Regions from separate parts of the Drosophila melanogaster genome. Here region 1 is linked to region 2. The links are chromatin contacts, called in public Hi-C maps. All regions are on one chromosome and are shown on one strand. The core of a region is the stretch at or near the end of the contact, and the rest is flanking DNA. Distances in the headings are between cores, read along the strand shown.

The links. Hi-C and Micro-C count contacts between places; a contact is called where the count stands out from the background.
Region 1: a Hi-C map of the Kc167 cell line shows a contact between it and region 2, with 10 times the contacts expected there. A contact is called at or near these places in 4 of 107 Hi-C or Micro-C datasets (the Kc167 cell line, cellular blastoderm embryo, embryo and 1 more) and 1 of 7 datasets of targeted methods (the Kc167 cell line).

What each region holds. Positions count from the first base shown.
Region 1 is chr3L:7,151,245-7,158,513 of dm6, forward strand. corn (cornetto) reads right to left here and starts at 5,829. Exons shown (of 8, transcript NM_168193.3): 1 at 4,692-5,829. It overlaps CG8620, which reads left to right and starts at 6,855. Exons shown (of 2, transcript NM_144196.2): 1 at 6,855-7,269. The coding sequence starts at 7,003.
Region 2 is chr3L:6,997,308-7,003,571 of dm6, forward strand. It overlaps Mp (Multiplexin), which reads left to right and starts at 1,536. Exons shown (of 20, transcript NM_001300033.1): 1 at 1,536-1,696; 2 at 2,328-2,528.

The sequences.
Region 1 (7,269 bases), core at 4,579-7,078, 160 kb after region 2:
TTTCTCCGCCCATTTTATTTCGTCTGTTGTGGCGGCAGTTGCATTGAAAACAATTTATTTCCCCATACATGCAGTGAGTATCTACGGCAATTTATTTTTTTTTTGTGTCGCAGATTGAAAATGGGGGGATTAGCGGAACCCCTTTCATGGCCCAATGCCCACATTCTGGAACTGGAATTCCAGATACTCGATGCTCAATTGATGGGGCTTCCCTTTGGGCGGGAGTTACTTCTGGCGATTGGTTAATTGATATGGAAACGGGTGTTATGTTCTAACAGTCAAAACAGGTGGTCGTGCGTGGGTGACTGCCACGCCCACGCGGCGAAGTCCACTCCCCGAAAAACGTTTTGTTGTTTGTCAAAGCACTTCCTGTGCTGCCAGCGGATCCACGAAACTCAAATGAAGTGAAACATTTGTGCCGCGAATTACAATCGAGTTGCCCCCGGTCGGTGCCCCTGCCCCATCCACACACACACCCCCCCCCCCCTTTTAGAGTTGCCGCCCGCATCTGCCGAACAGCCCATGCCCATTCCCCTTGCCCCACCCCAAAAGCAAACACCATCCTCTCCGCCCCCACCCGGTGCAGTTATAATGAGTTGCAGTTGCAAGTTGTGCGCATAGTTTTCGTCTGGGGGACGAACGTCAATTCAAAACTGAGCACACAAAAAAATTGTGATATAAATAAATAGAAAAAAAAAAAAAAAAAAAATCGCACTACAAAATATAATTGAAATCTATTACAACCTAACTTTTTAAGTCTGGCTAACAAATATTGGAGATATAGCATTGTAAATAAGATTTATAACGATTTTCCCTCAGTGCACGGAGCAGTTTTTATTGGCAGAAGGGGCAGGAGTCGTCGCAGTGGGCAGTTGGGGAAGTCGAAGAACTTTCCGACTCTTCCGGGTTCTTCCCCCATCCCTCCCCCCTTCACCGCCCTCTGACTATCTGGCTTCGCCTATATTTTGGTGTTTTCGTTCTGTATTGCACCTGCCGACTTATCGCGCATTATGCACACAGAGCGAACCAGAAAAGTGTAAGCATGATTTTCTAATTTTTAGCCGATTCCCCTGTCTCGACTTTGCGGCTTTTCTTCATTTTTCATTCTTTTTTTTTTATTATTATTTCTTTGTTTTTTTTCCAAAACAGTTTCAATTTGTTTTGGGGCTAACTCCCTCCATCGCTGTTGTATGTGTTTGGGGTATCAAAGAAAGAACTGAAAGCGAAAAGGGGCGGGGTAGAAAAATCTGGGGATTGGGGGGCGTGGCCGGGTCTTATAGCGGTTCCAGCTGGCTGTCACGAAGGCGGGTTTTTTGGGCGCTCTCGGGGATCGGGAATATTGGGTAACGGTGATCGGGAATTCGGCACTAGCCATCAGATATTGGGCAACAATAATAGTACGAGTAGTCGGCGTAGCAGGAAGAATCGGCCGACTGAATCGCTCATCGCTTTTGAAGTTTCAAAGTTTGCCTCTGGTGGTGTGTTGTTGTTTGATTCAGACGCAGCAATGTTGCTGTTGTTGTTTTCTTTGGTGCCGTAAAACTATAAACAATTTTTGGCGGCTTCTCAGTCAACAGCAACGGCACGCAAATGTTTCGCTTTTCATTTACTGGAAAGTTTTTTCGAAAAACAGATTGGGCAAAATTGAAAGGAAAGGTAGCTCCAAGAGCTGGAAACTACTTCAAATTCTGAGGATTAAACTGCCTTCAAAAGTGTTTAAATGCTTCAAGAGATGTGCATAATATTCCTTTAAACCCTAGAAACTCTTTTTGTAACCTAAGGAACGCATTAATCACGTTTTCGCGCATATGTCTAAAAATAGGTTTTTATTAGGCTGACAGCGATTGAAATGTATTCCGCCAACGGAATGGAGTCTTTTGTGACAAATGTGCCGCACTTGATTTGTTTCAGATGTGCTGAACCGCCGAGGGCGGAATATCGTTTGTTGGCCTGGTCCAAATGCGAACCGGAATAGACCGACGAAGACCGGAATGAAATTGAAATGGTGACTAGTGAGCTCTTTGTGAAACTCTCCGGCTTAATTAACAACCCATTGCGTTGGCAATTACGCCAACTACTAAAATTATTTGTCATATGGCGGAGAAAGTAGAGATTGCGGCCTGATCTCCAACGCGGCGTTCGGATACTATGGCCTATGGCTGGTCTTCGTTGGTCTTTTAACAGTTTGGGTATCAAAGAAAATGGCTCTTTACGACATGCCATAATACACATAGTTTTCATACCAATGCGAGTAGAAACAATGAGTGGTGTACTTCACGCTCTGCAAAGTTTTTCAGCGGCATGCGCCACACGACACTCCGCTGCCAAAAGTGGCCTAAAGGGGGTGGAAGAGGGGCGGGGCGGTCTTGACCATTGACCAGCAACGCTCAGAGTTGAGCTTGACTGGAGGCAATCCATAAAGCCGAGCCAAAGCCATGAAAGCACACCGCAAAAAATGTATGCCTTATCAACGTAATTCTCAGTAATGCTAAACTCAAATCGATATATATGGCTAAGTAATGACTTTCAATATATTTTTAGACTTTTAATTACTTTGATATGATAACAATATACTCTCACTGTAGATAAGTGTCTGTATTTTCGATATAAGAAAAGTGAACTGTAGATATACATACAACCAAACCATTAGAATAGAACACCCATACAAATTCAATTTTTTCTCGCAGTGCATGCAACGCCGAAAGCGGCACAGACAAAGCGAATGGAATGGAAAGCATCTGGAGACGCCTGAAAGTCTCGCCTGAGAGCCTCGCTCATTGTCAACGCGCGTCTCGAGTGTGTCTTGGCAAGGTTCCAGTCCAGGCCGGGTTTTCGTCTCCAGAAGCGTTCTCTCAAGGCATAAACCTCTGAAATGGTATAGCCGAATGGCCATTGTCTGGAGAAAGACGAGATGATGAGGCTGCAGCTTGAATTCAGCTCTGTTTGCCCTCGTTTATCGTGTTTCCATGGGGTTGCCAAATCACAAACGAGGCGAATCTGGCCATTCAACTGACCTTGAAAACCAACCCAGACATGTGTTCGCTTATGAGTCCGTTACTGATTATAAACAATGCAACATTTGAACAAGGGGTACCAAGCGGAGTGTGGTGTGTCGCCAAAAACAGGCTCAAATCAGTGAGCTGCTAAATTTCGCACACTTCAAAAACTTGTTTATCATAAATTACGGCCATTGTTATTGAGATACCCGCTAATCGGGCACATTTGTATATGTATATCAGGGGAAACACATTGAAAATGCAATGTGTTATTATCTTTTGGGATAGGGGGCAGGCCAGCCAAAGTGGTAAGAAGTGCTAAAGCTGAAAAGTGCTGATAACTCCTATCGCCAATTGGTGTGTGGGAAAGCGAAATGTGTCACACGATTTGTTCGACGAGTGGAAAGTACAAGAACGGTGGCTTGCTTGCTTCTAGCGGCTCTTGCACCGGAAACTGCACTAATTGATGCTTAATTAGCGATTTCCTCAGCTCACTCTCCATTACGACATCCCCCACTTCAAGTCGCCAAGTTGTCGCATTATGGAGTAACGGCTAACATGTCCGCTGCTCCATCAACCGGGGCGCTTATGAATATGGTAAACGCCATTTAAGCAGGCCGGAAAAATGGTAGCATATACCAATTATTAATTCAAGGAAATGGGAATCGATTGAGCACATTGATACTATTTACTTGACAAATGTATATACTTTTCTAAGTAAACTTAAAACGCAATTGCTTGCCTAAATCCATGCAAACATTAAGTATTACCAAACTTTTTAAGCAAAAAGTTTGGTTTTTGCTACATTTCCCTTTGTATCTTTAATGCAAAAACGTCATGCTGACCTCCATTTTGCAGCATAACTTTTTGCAGTGTGTCAAGTTGTGACTGTTTGACTGACTGAGTGACGGACTGACATTAAATTGCACTCTTCCTGATTGCTTCGTCGCTTCAAAATCGATTATCGCCGAAGTCATGCAACTGAAATTATATTCACCGCTTGCCACATCCATATATGTATGTACATATGTACATACGTATATACGCTTTTACATACAAAGTTAACGCTGCATAATGAAGCGGACTACGTGGCTAGGATACAAAATCCGGAAGCCCCTCAGTCCGGCGGTCCTGACCTTTTTAATTTCAGCTAAAAACCAAAGCCGCACGACGCCAACACACCTCTGACCCACCACAACCACCCTCTCGCCCACACGACGATGTGGCTTCAACATAAGACGCAGCTCATATTCGATAACCACTTTCTACCCGCCAATGAGTTACAGTGGAGATTGGGTAAGCTTAACTTTTATCCTGATACAAAAAACAAAATATTTGCTTAAATTTGGCTTGTTACATAAGCAAAACTTTCATTTTCTTCGTAAAGAAAATTAATTGTACTTAAATGCTATGGAAAAACTATAAAATTTTACACGTAAGAGCCATTTGCCTTTCCCCCATATCCCACATCCATTATAAAAAAATATAAAAAGGACATTAAGATTTGTTAATCGATTTCAATTTAAAACTGACATTAACAAACAAAAAAACGATGTATCAGTTGGTATTAGTAAACTTTCTAAGACCAAGTGAAGGCAATTTCTAATCAGTTTGTGCTCAAAGCGATATTCTCTGCAATTTAACTTAGAACTCGCAGAATGTTCTACTTAGTGGCGTTCCACTGTAGCTACTCACCCACGGAGCTGGAGTTGAAGGAGGAAAACTGTGCCAGCGGTTGAGGAGGTTGAGGCTGCTGCTGGAGTTTCGTTCGTTGATTCGCTCGTTTGCTGTTTTGTTTGTTTGTTTGTCGGATTGTTGCTGTCTTTGTCGCTCAGTTGTTGTTCCTTTGGTGGGCGACGATGGAAATGTCAGAGGGTCGCGGTATTGGTATTACGGCCTCCCAGGGCATTCTCTTTTCGCTTGAGTTTTGATTTTTTTTTTTGCTTTGCCTGATAATTCTATTATTGCTCTCGCTCTCTTGGGGGGGAGTGCAAAATAATGGATGGCAATTCGCGGACGGAAATTTGCGAATTTAGCGCGTCGCTTCAATTTTGTGCAAATTGAATGCACAAACACTGAGAAGTGGAGAGAAATTACTAACTTCGGCGTTCTCCCTGTCTCCCACACACACACATACACGTGCACGCGCGAAATTTCGTGACAGCTGCAGCTGGAGAAGAAGAAGAGCATGAATGATCGCTCAAGGACTCGGTATCGTCCTGCCGTTTCCTCTCTCTCTTTCTCTCTCTGGTTCACTTCCTTTTGTTGTTCCGTTTACCTAACACAACGGCTTATTTGTATTGTCAGGACCAACTCACACACACGCACATACACGTACACTAGCGCACTGCAGCTGAGCCCAAAGGAAAAATCGATGATGAATCTGCGAATTAAAAGTCTATAGCCGCACATCGATTAATCTGCAGCTGAAGCGAGTCGCTTTAATTTAGTTTTTCAGCCTTGTTTTTGCTGCTTACGAGGAAAAAGACAGCAAGGCTTCGTTGAAAAACCCGTTCGGCGCGCAGGAAAGTCGGAAAAACGAAAATCGTATAGCGGCTTGGTAACAAAACGCGCCCACTCGCGGAAAACAACAAGTTTAAATATTAATTAAATCGATTTATATTTACTAAATCATAATATACATCGCTATTACTTCATGTAGGCGAGCAGAAGCACACTCCACGTCGAATTTATTGTTCGTTTGCTTAAAAAATCAGTTTCAATTGCCGCAACTCCGTTGGCATTAAAGTTATAACGATGTTTCTTTAATAATATTTTTTAATGGTAACCGAAAAAACAGCGCGCGCTGCTGCGCTCTCCCGAAAAATTACAGAGAGAATGCGTTGCGAGCTGCTTATATAGATTTTTAAAATATCAGAGAAACCAAATGATGGTAATGTAAAAATACCAAAGCCGGGAAATCGCGTTTTAACAGTCTGTTAACAGTCTGGCGTATCACACTGTTAATTCTCTTCAGCGGTTAAATGTATCTATTGGATGCGCCAAATATATCTTATCCATATTAACAGCTATTTTGATTAAGAAAACTTAGACTCGTTTAGTTTTATTTAAAATTTTTTAATAGTTTTGAATTATTATACCTTTTGTCGATTTTTAAATATAAGTAAACGTAAGGAATGATTTTAACCGCTTGTGGTTAAGACTGCATATTTTGGCGGGCACAATTCAAAAGCAATCATGAAAATACCACAATAAAAATACTAGTCTCAAGCGGTAATGTCTTATACGTAGTCTTATACCTTAAAATTAAATAGCAGTTCTGTAAAATATTTAACCGTTTAGTATTTCTAAAATAATGTGCTAAACCTGATTTATGCAATTATTAAGATCCCAAAACATTTTCAAAAAATTGTGTAAATTTCTTAATACTTTATATTCTTAAAATTTTCGATGATTTAAAACGATAAAATAATTGTTTTAAAATTACACACTTGGACGAAATTCAAAATTAAAATTATATCAAAATAATGTCATATTTCACAAAATCGTAAAAAATAATAAAAGGTATGCTTATAAAAATACGCAGAATATTTATAATGCATATAATATGCAGAAATACAAAAGTAAGAAGAATTTCGCAAAAATATGAAATATGTTTGAGGTTACGTTCGGCAATGAAATTATGTAACATTAAAAACACGTGATCAATGGAAGTAATTTCCCAAAAACCCATGAATGCGATTTGGTTAAAAATAGCTCAGATGACGTCACATTTATCGTGTGGTTTGTATGAGTATGTGACTGATAAAGAAAGGCAAATGTTTACAGTCCGAAAGTCGCGATTAGCTTGGCGCCAAAGTTGCCTATAAAAGCTCATCGACCGAATGCCGCAGAAGCCAGTCAAATTCAAGTGTTCAAGTGAAGCAGTCGAAACATAAGCAACAGATTCCGCAGCAGTTATATCCAGTTCAGAGAAACAGTAGTTAATCAGTAATTAAAGTGTTGAGTGAATTTCTTATCGGGTCAGTTGTAAACTAGTGCAAAAATGTCGCAATCCGATAACGTGGCACGTGAGCAAACTGCGGCAAATGCAGGGCCGGATGCATGTCAAGGATGCCGCGGCCAATTGCCAAATGCCACGCCCGTGGAAGTCGAGGACATGGCCTTGCCGTCGATGGAGCGTCTCATTCGAAAGGCCAACATGGCCCAGAAAATGCTGAACGATGTGATGAAACAGATCCAGAAGCAGCAGCAGCAGGAATCTCAACTCTCCATCAAGGAGACCAAGTCCAAGCACCGCAGCTCCGATGGA
Region 2 (6,264 bases), core at 286-2,785:
GGCGAAGGCAGTTCAAGTGCACATGGCCAACATGAGCTGCGATGCTGCGATGCTGTGATGCTGCTTGAATAAACAATTGGCGGGCTTTGGGCAGTCGGCGTGCAAACAACGCGACTCTTGTGGCAGAAAATGGTCGAGGGGGGGGGGGTGTTTGGGGAATACCCCCATCCAAAAGGGGAAGGGCCGGGTGGAGACAACACGTTGCAAGTTCGATAAATGGCCGGCTCTTTAAAATAAAGTTTGCTTGCAATGGCTTTCTGATAAGGCTGACAAAATTACGCATACGCCGCATGTGCCCGCGTCGCAGTCGACGTCGACGGCGCTCTCTTTCTCTGCCAACACACACACGCGCTCTCTCTCTCTCTCTCTTTCTCTCTGGCTCTTTTCCTCTCTCAATTTTTTTTTGCCCAACAACTTGTATGAATGTGTTTTCAGTTTTTCCGGCTTTTTTGAGTTTTGAGCCTTTCGAGCCTTTTGCGATTCAACTATATCAACTGCTTTTCAATTTATTTATAGAATTTCAAATGAGGCGCCGGTGCGTAGTTGTTGCTGGAAAATTATGCTTAGTTTTATTACGTATAAATAATTAAGACGGCCAACTTGCCACAGCACATGTGGGACCAGGGGCATGTGTTCACTATGTTTTCCCGCCCCTCCAAAAATTTGTCGACTTCTTCGCACTTGTAGCCTTATCACTTTCCTATGGCCCACGTACCTTTCAAAGCCGCTTGGGAACTAATTTGCGCTGCTGTCCTGCCCGCTTTCCCTTGCCAAAGTTAAACGAAAGTGTTGCCCCGTATGGTTCGTCTCTCCAGTTGGCCCTATTTATAGCCAAGTGGTCGGTGCAAAGACGACAGCAGGGAGAAGTCGGAAAATGCTGAAGCCATAAGCACCTGCAGTCGCTGCACCTTGCAGCGGAAAATTGCCGCTTTGATTTGGCTTGCAGGAAATTCGCGTTACTGGAAATATTGTTCATAAAACGGTTTATGATATCATGTATACCGCCAGTTATATCGAGTGAGAATCATAAATTCTAGAAATTCAAATTTCTTTGAAAAGAAACTAAGAATAATGCTTATCAGTTTTTTGTTGAAAATATTGTTTTCGGAAGTACAACTATCGTTGGTTTTTTGTTAAATATAATTAATTCAATTTAATTTCATTTCATTTCCGCAATTTTGCTCATCGTACACAACGTTTAGGATACTCGTAGAAAGTCAATTAAATTCGTTCAGTTTGCACCTCAAATATTGGCTCAGCAAAACAAAATTGCACTAGCTGTTTACTAAATCGAAAACTCGATTTAAATTCATTTAAATTTAAAAGTTATCTACCATTTCGAGTGCCTTAAAACAATGCTTTTAATTGCATTTCGAATTTCGCGTTCCATTAGTATCTGTATAGGTATCAGCGACAAAAGTATCTGCCAAAATGTATTTACCATAGACGGCAAACGGTAGCATTTTGATTTCGGCATTCTCCCGCTGCCGACTGCGCTGCCAGCTGCTCTGCCGGCTGCCAGCTTTTCAGGCCTCAGTCTCAGTCTCAGTCTGAACGCTGAACGGAGCGCATCGCAGGGCACCCACACGCGAATTGAGTGCCGGCCACAACGAAGCGTGCTCCCCTGCGAAACGAAAAACATACAACTCGCGAATTTGCCGGCTGAGATTGGTACACTGCGAAATAAAACGAGATTGTGCGTTAAATGAAAGAAGAAAAAAAAAACGTAGCTTGAAAATATTAAAAATATTCATAGAAAAAGTGCATTAAAAATACAATTTTAAAGCGTTTTAAATAAACTCGTAGACTTCAGCGTACTAAAACCAAACACACTGAACAAATTGTGCTAATAAACATACATTTTAAGAGTCGTAAACAATTTTAATCAACAAAAAGTCACATAATTTATATTTCATATTAATGTCAATTATTTTTGATAAAGCTTTTGATGTAGAGGCAAACTTTTAATGAACGCAAAATATATACCGCTTCGATTTCTTTCTTAAAACATTTCAGACAAGCAAACCGTGAATCTTGAACACTCATTTTTTATGAAAAAAAGACAAATTAAATTTTCAGTGCACTTTTGATTGCGAAACTTAGTTGTCCCCCACAGCCGATCGGTCCACTTTGTGTTTTGTGTTCAGAAATCCTTCGGGCTGCCTTTGTGGCTCCTGCTTTGTGCCATTATTGGATTGGACAATGACTGGCCAATGTCAATGCCATCTCGAATGACCAATCATTGTCTGCCCATTTGGTCACTTCCATTGATCTTCCCCAAGTACACCCCTTTATAAATCCCCGTTTTGTTCCCCCGTTTTGTGTAGTGTAGTGAATTACAAGAACGGAATAACCGAGAGTATATATATAGAAAAGGAAGCCGGGGCTCAAAAGAAAAGTGTCCGAAGGCTTTGTGAAAAGTGTCCTGCTGCTGGAAACTGTCGCCCGAAACTATGCAGCAGTGAAAAAGGCCCACTTCCGCCAGGAAATACGTGGAAATATTCAGTGCCATTCAGCTGGAGACTGAGGTAAGTCCGCCCAACTATTTTTAAGCGATTACCCTTTGATGGTCACGTAAATGGGTGTACGTCCAAAAATTCCATATTGCCCAACAAATCCACTTGAAGTCGGACATTCGTAATGATAATTGCAAGTGCGGGAAATGCATTTTCGCTTGTGGTAATCTCGGCCAACGATTAGCTTTGCTTTTATTTACTTATTAAATAACATTTAGTTTTTCTCCATTTCTGCCGATATCATAATCGACCCATTCATGACGACAAACAAAATAGCCGACAAACAAACAAAGCAAAAACAACGGCAATGAACTGAAAATTAACTATGCATATTTGCGCAGCTCATTAATAAATATAACTAAGAGTCTATTGGTTTAAAAGAAGAAGCAATATTCGGCTTTTGGTTTGCCCTTGACGGATTTATTTGGCCATCTGTTGGCTCAAATATTGGCAGTATGTCTGCAATCTTGATTTAAAATCATACAAAATGTTTGCACATTATATTCACGTTTAAGGGTACTGACTTACGGATAAGTCAGCACTTCTGAAAATAACTATTGATTTGCTTACATAAAAGGAAATATAAAGGGTTATAATGCTAAAGAAAACCAACAACTCATTCTAATTTATGCCTAAAGAAAAGAACATTTAAATGTTTCTATTGCTGCAAAGTTTCTTTTAAAGTTTTCCCTATACCATCTGCAGTTTTTCTTTGCCTATCTTTATATTTTTTTTTTAGCTTCAATATTTTGTCGGCATTAGGAGTTCCCACATTAATGATCTTTCAACAGCATTATGTCGATGAAGTCTGCGATGGAGCAGCGGAAATTGAAGCTGTCGACGGGGCTAGTCAATAAGTCAACTTATTCGCCTGCGAATTTCGCGATTTATGGGGCCCAGCTTTATATATAAATACATACCTAAAGCGCGATAATTGCATATTGCAATCATGTCGAAATAAACTTGTAATTATTGCATATAAATCTTGAGTGAGAGCTGTCGCATGACTGCGAATCTATAATTATTCCATGGGTGGCTTCTGTGACAGTTTGAGTTTTCTGGTGAAATATTTGAAATATATTGAAGCATGAAGTGCATCCAAATTGCATCAGTTACAGGAAAAAATTTGACCTCCCTAAGTAATTGGTTTTTTGAAGACTTATTGCTTAATGGTAACGCACTGCATGATATGCATGGAAAATGTTGTATTTAAATTTTAAGATATTCAATCATTGAACTTTGAGAATATTCTAGTTTTTTTTGAATTTTTACCCACCGGTATCAAGTACGATTTTTTTTCATTTCCATGCGGACTGACCTAGCTTGTCCTAATTAAATGACAAATGCCCCGAATTTGGCAGGGAAAAAAGTTGTGACAGCAAACATTTTTGCCGCACATTTGTGTTAACATTCGTGGGCTTGACTGTTGAAAGTTTCCCCTTTTGTTGCGATTTTGTTGCCACTGTGTGACGACTCTAATTCACGGCAACAGCAACCGGCAGCGACAACTGGCCGAAAAGCAAATGTACTTTGATGTAATACACATAAACATTTGCAAAGGGGGTAATGTCAGCAGTATAAGTTACAAAAAACTCGGCAAAACAAGAGGAAAAAAATATGCCTAAAAATATGGTAGTAGGCTTCGTTGATGAAACTAGAACAATGTGTGCCATTTTGAGATTCCGTAGCGAAAACAAATATAAATCTTCATGAGTCAGTCGCAGCGAAACAAGTACGACTTTTCACTAAAAAAGCAATAAATGCAAACATGTAGAAATTAATTAAAATTGGCTACAAATTTGCATGTGACCCCCACACACCCACACCCCTCGATGTCGTCATATTTTTTTGTTTTTTGTTGCCACTTTGCAGTGACTCAGGCATAAAAGTGAGTGAACAATCGCCGATGTGATAACTGGAGGAACTTACGTCTCAATTAGGTCACTTGTGAATGGTAGTGCGCGATTTTCGTTCGATTCGCGCACTTGCAAAATATTTAAATTAGAAACATGCCCAGTATCCGCACAACTTGTTGCCTCATAAATGCCGCATACTCGCATCTCATCATAATATTGTTTAATGAAAGCAGACAGTTGGCGTTGAAAGACTAAGAGGGTCCCTCGGTAAGCAGCTGTCTGTCTGCAAGTCATGATGCACTTGAAAAAAAAAATATTTGAAAAATAAATACCTTTTAGGCAGAAAGTATATATTGACATATATCAAATTTAATGAAATTTATTCCAGATATTGATTCGTATTCATAAAATCTTTTGTTTTGATATTCGTTAATCATAATTTTTTCTCAGTGCATAACCGTAGTAAACTACTAAATCAAGTAGCCAAGCAGCTCCAAAGGTAACAAAATTAACAAAATATATGCCGCAAAATAAATAGCCAGAAGACGAACAGGTTTGCGGCATTAACGCGGCCTTACACTCAGATTGACTTTCCGTTGCCAAGATGTTAAGATGTTAATGCTGAAATGCCGAGATGCAGATGCATTTGCATCCCACAGATTCATGTTTGGGCTCCAAGTGAAAATACGTGTCCGTGTTTACATAAATATTAGCTAGGCAAGTGTTGCGCATAATTGTTGTGAAAGATTGGCGTGAATTATTTGCGGTGGGCGTGGCATGCGGGCATTGGGATTAGTCTAATCAGCGATTTGCATTTGAGGTTACTTTCCCACGATACCCAGGCCAAAGTGTCGCATTTTTTTGATAACGTTAATATTGCATTTACATTTTGTGCATTCTCGGAATAAAATCGCCTGCAATTTCAGTGAATCAACATTAATTCGCTGACCTTGCCATTAAATATTTTATCGTTGCTTGTGTTCCGCTTTTTTTTCGGAACTTGTTGTCATTGTTTATAAATGCAGGACAATGGCCATTGTCTCCTGTTGTTTATGCCTACGAATTGAAAATACATAAACAAAGACATTGTCTTTGATCAAAATTCTCAGTGATTGTAGTGCACTTTCGTCACCTGCGAAAGACATTTGGATATTTCCCGCTTTAATTGCGCCTTCTAATTGTCCGTGTACGATGGCAATCTGTAGTTAAATCATGTCAATTTAATTTATGCAAAACGCTTAGCGCCGTCACCTGAGCTTGGCGCCTCTGAATCAGTTTTTTTTTTTCGATCGATTCCCCGTGTTAACAATAATTGCCGGCCGCTGCCTTTGAACGCGTGCGCAACGCAAGCCGTTTAATCTGAATTTGCTCACTCAATGTGGGCTGGAATATATATTATATGTATATATATATTCATTTTCGGCCACTATCTGATCGATCGAAAGACAATTAGCCAAATAAGTCGACGGGCAGCAGAGAGATCGTACCCGTGCCGGCGTCTTAATTAATTGGCATTCATTGTGTGTGCCGGCGACTTGATGCGATGCCAAGTTGGCAGCGATTATCCGCCTCGATTGTCGCGGCAAAGAAGTTATGCAAAAACGCAGTGCACTGAGAGAAATTGCACGAAATTAGGTTAGATTTTGCATTCAAATGGCAGCAATAAAGCACTGAAAAGAAGGCGAATGTTAAAGGAAAGAAGCTTGAAAAAAAAACTAAATTGAAGTAACTAAAATTTAATTGTACTGTAGTTATATTATATATATGTATTAGAATAATAATAACAATCCTAACACATCTAACATACCGGGTTCGAAAAATATCTTTCTGTGCCATTTATCATAAATCTCGAATGATTTTTTATCAGATCGTTTGGATTTGGAGTCTGGTTT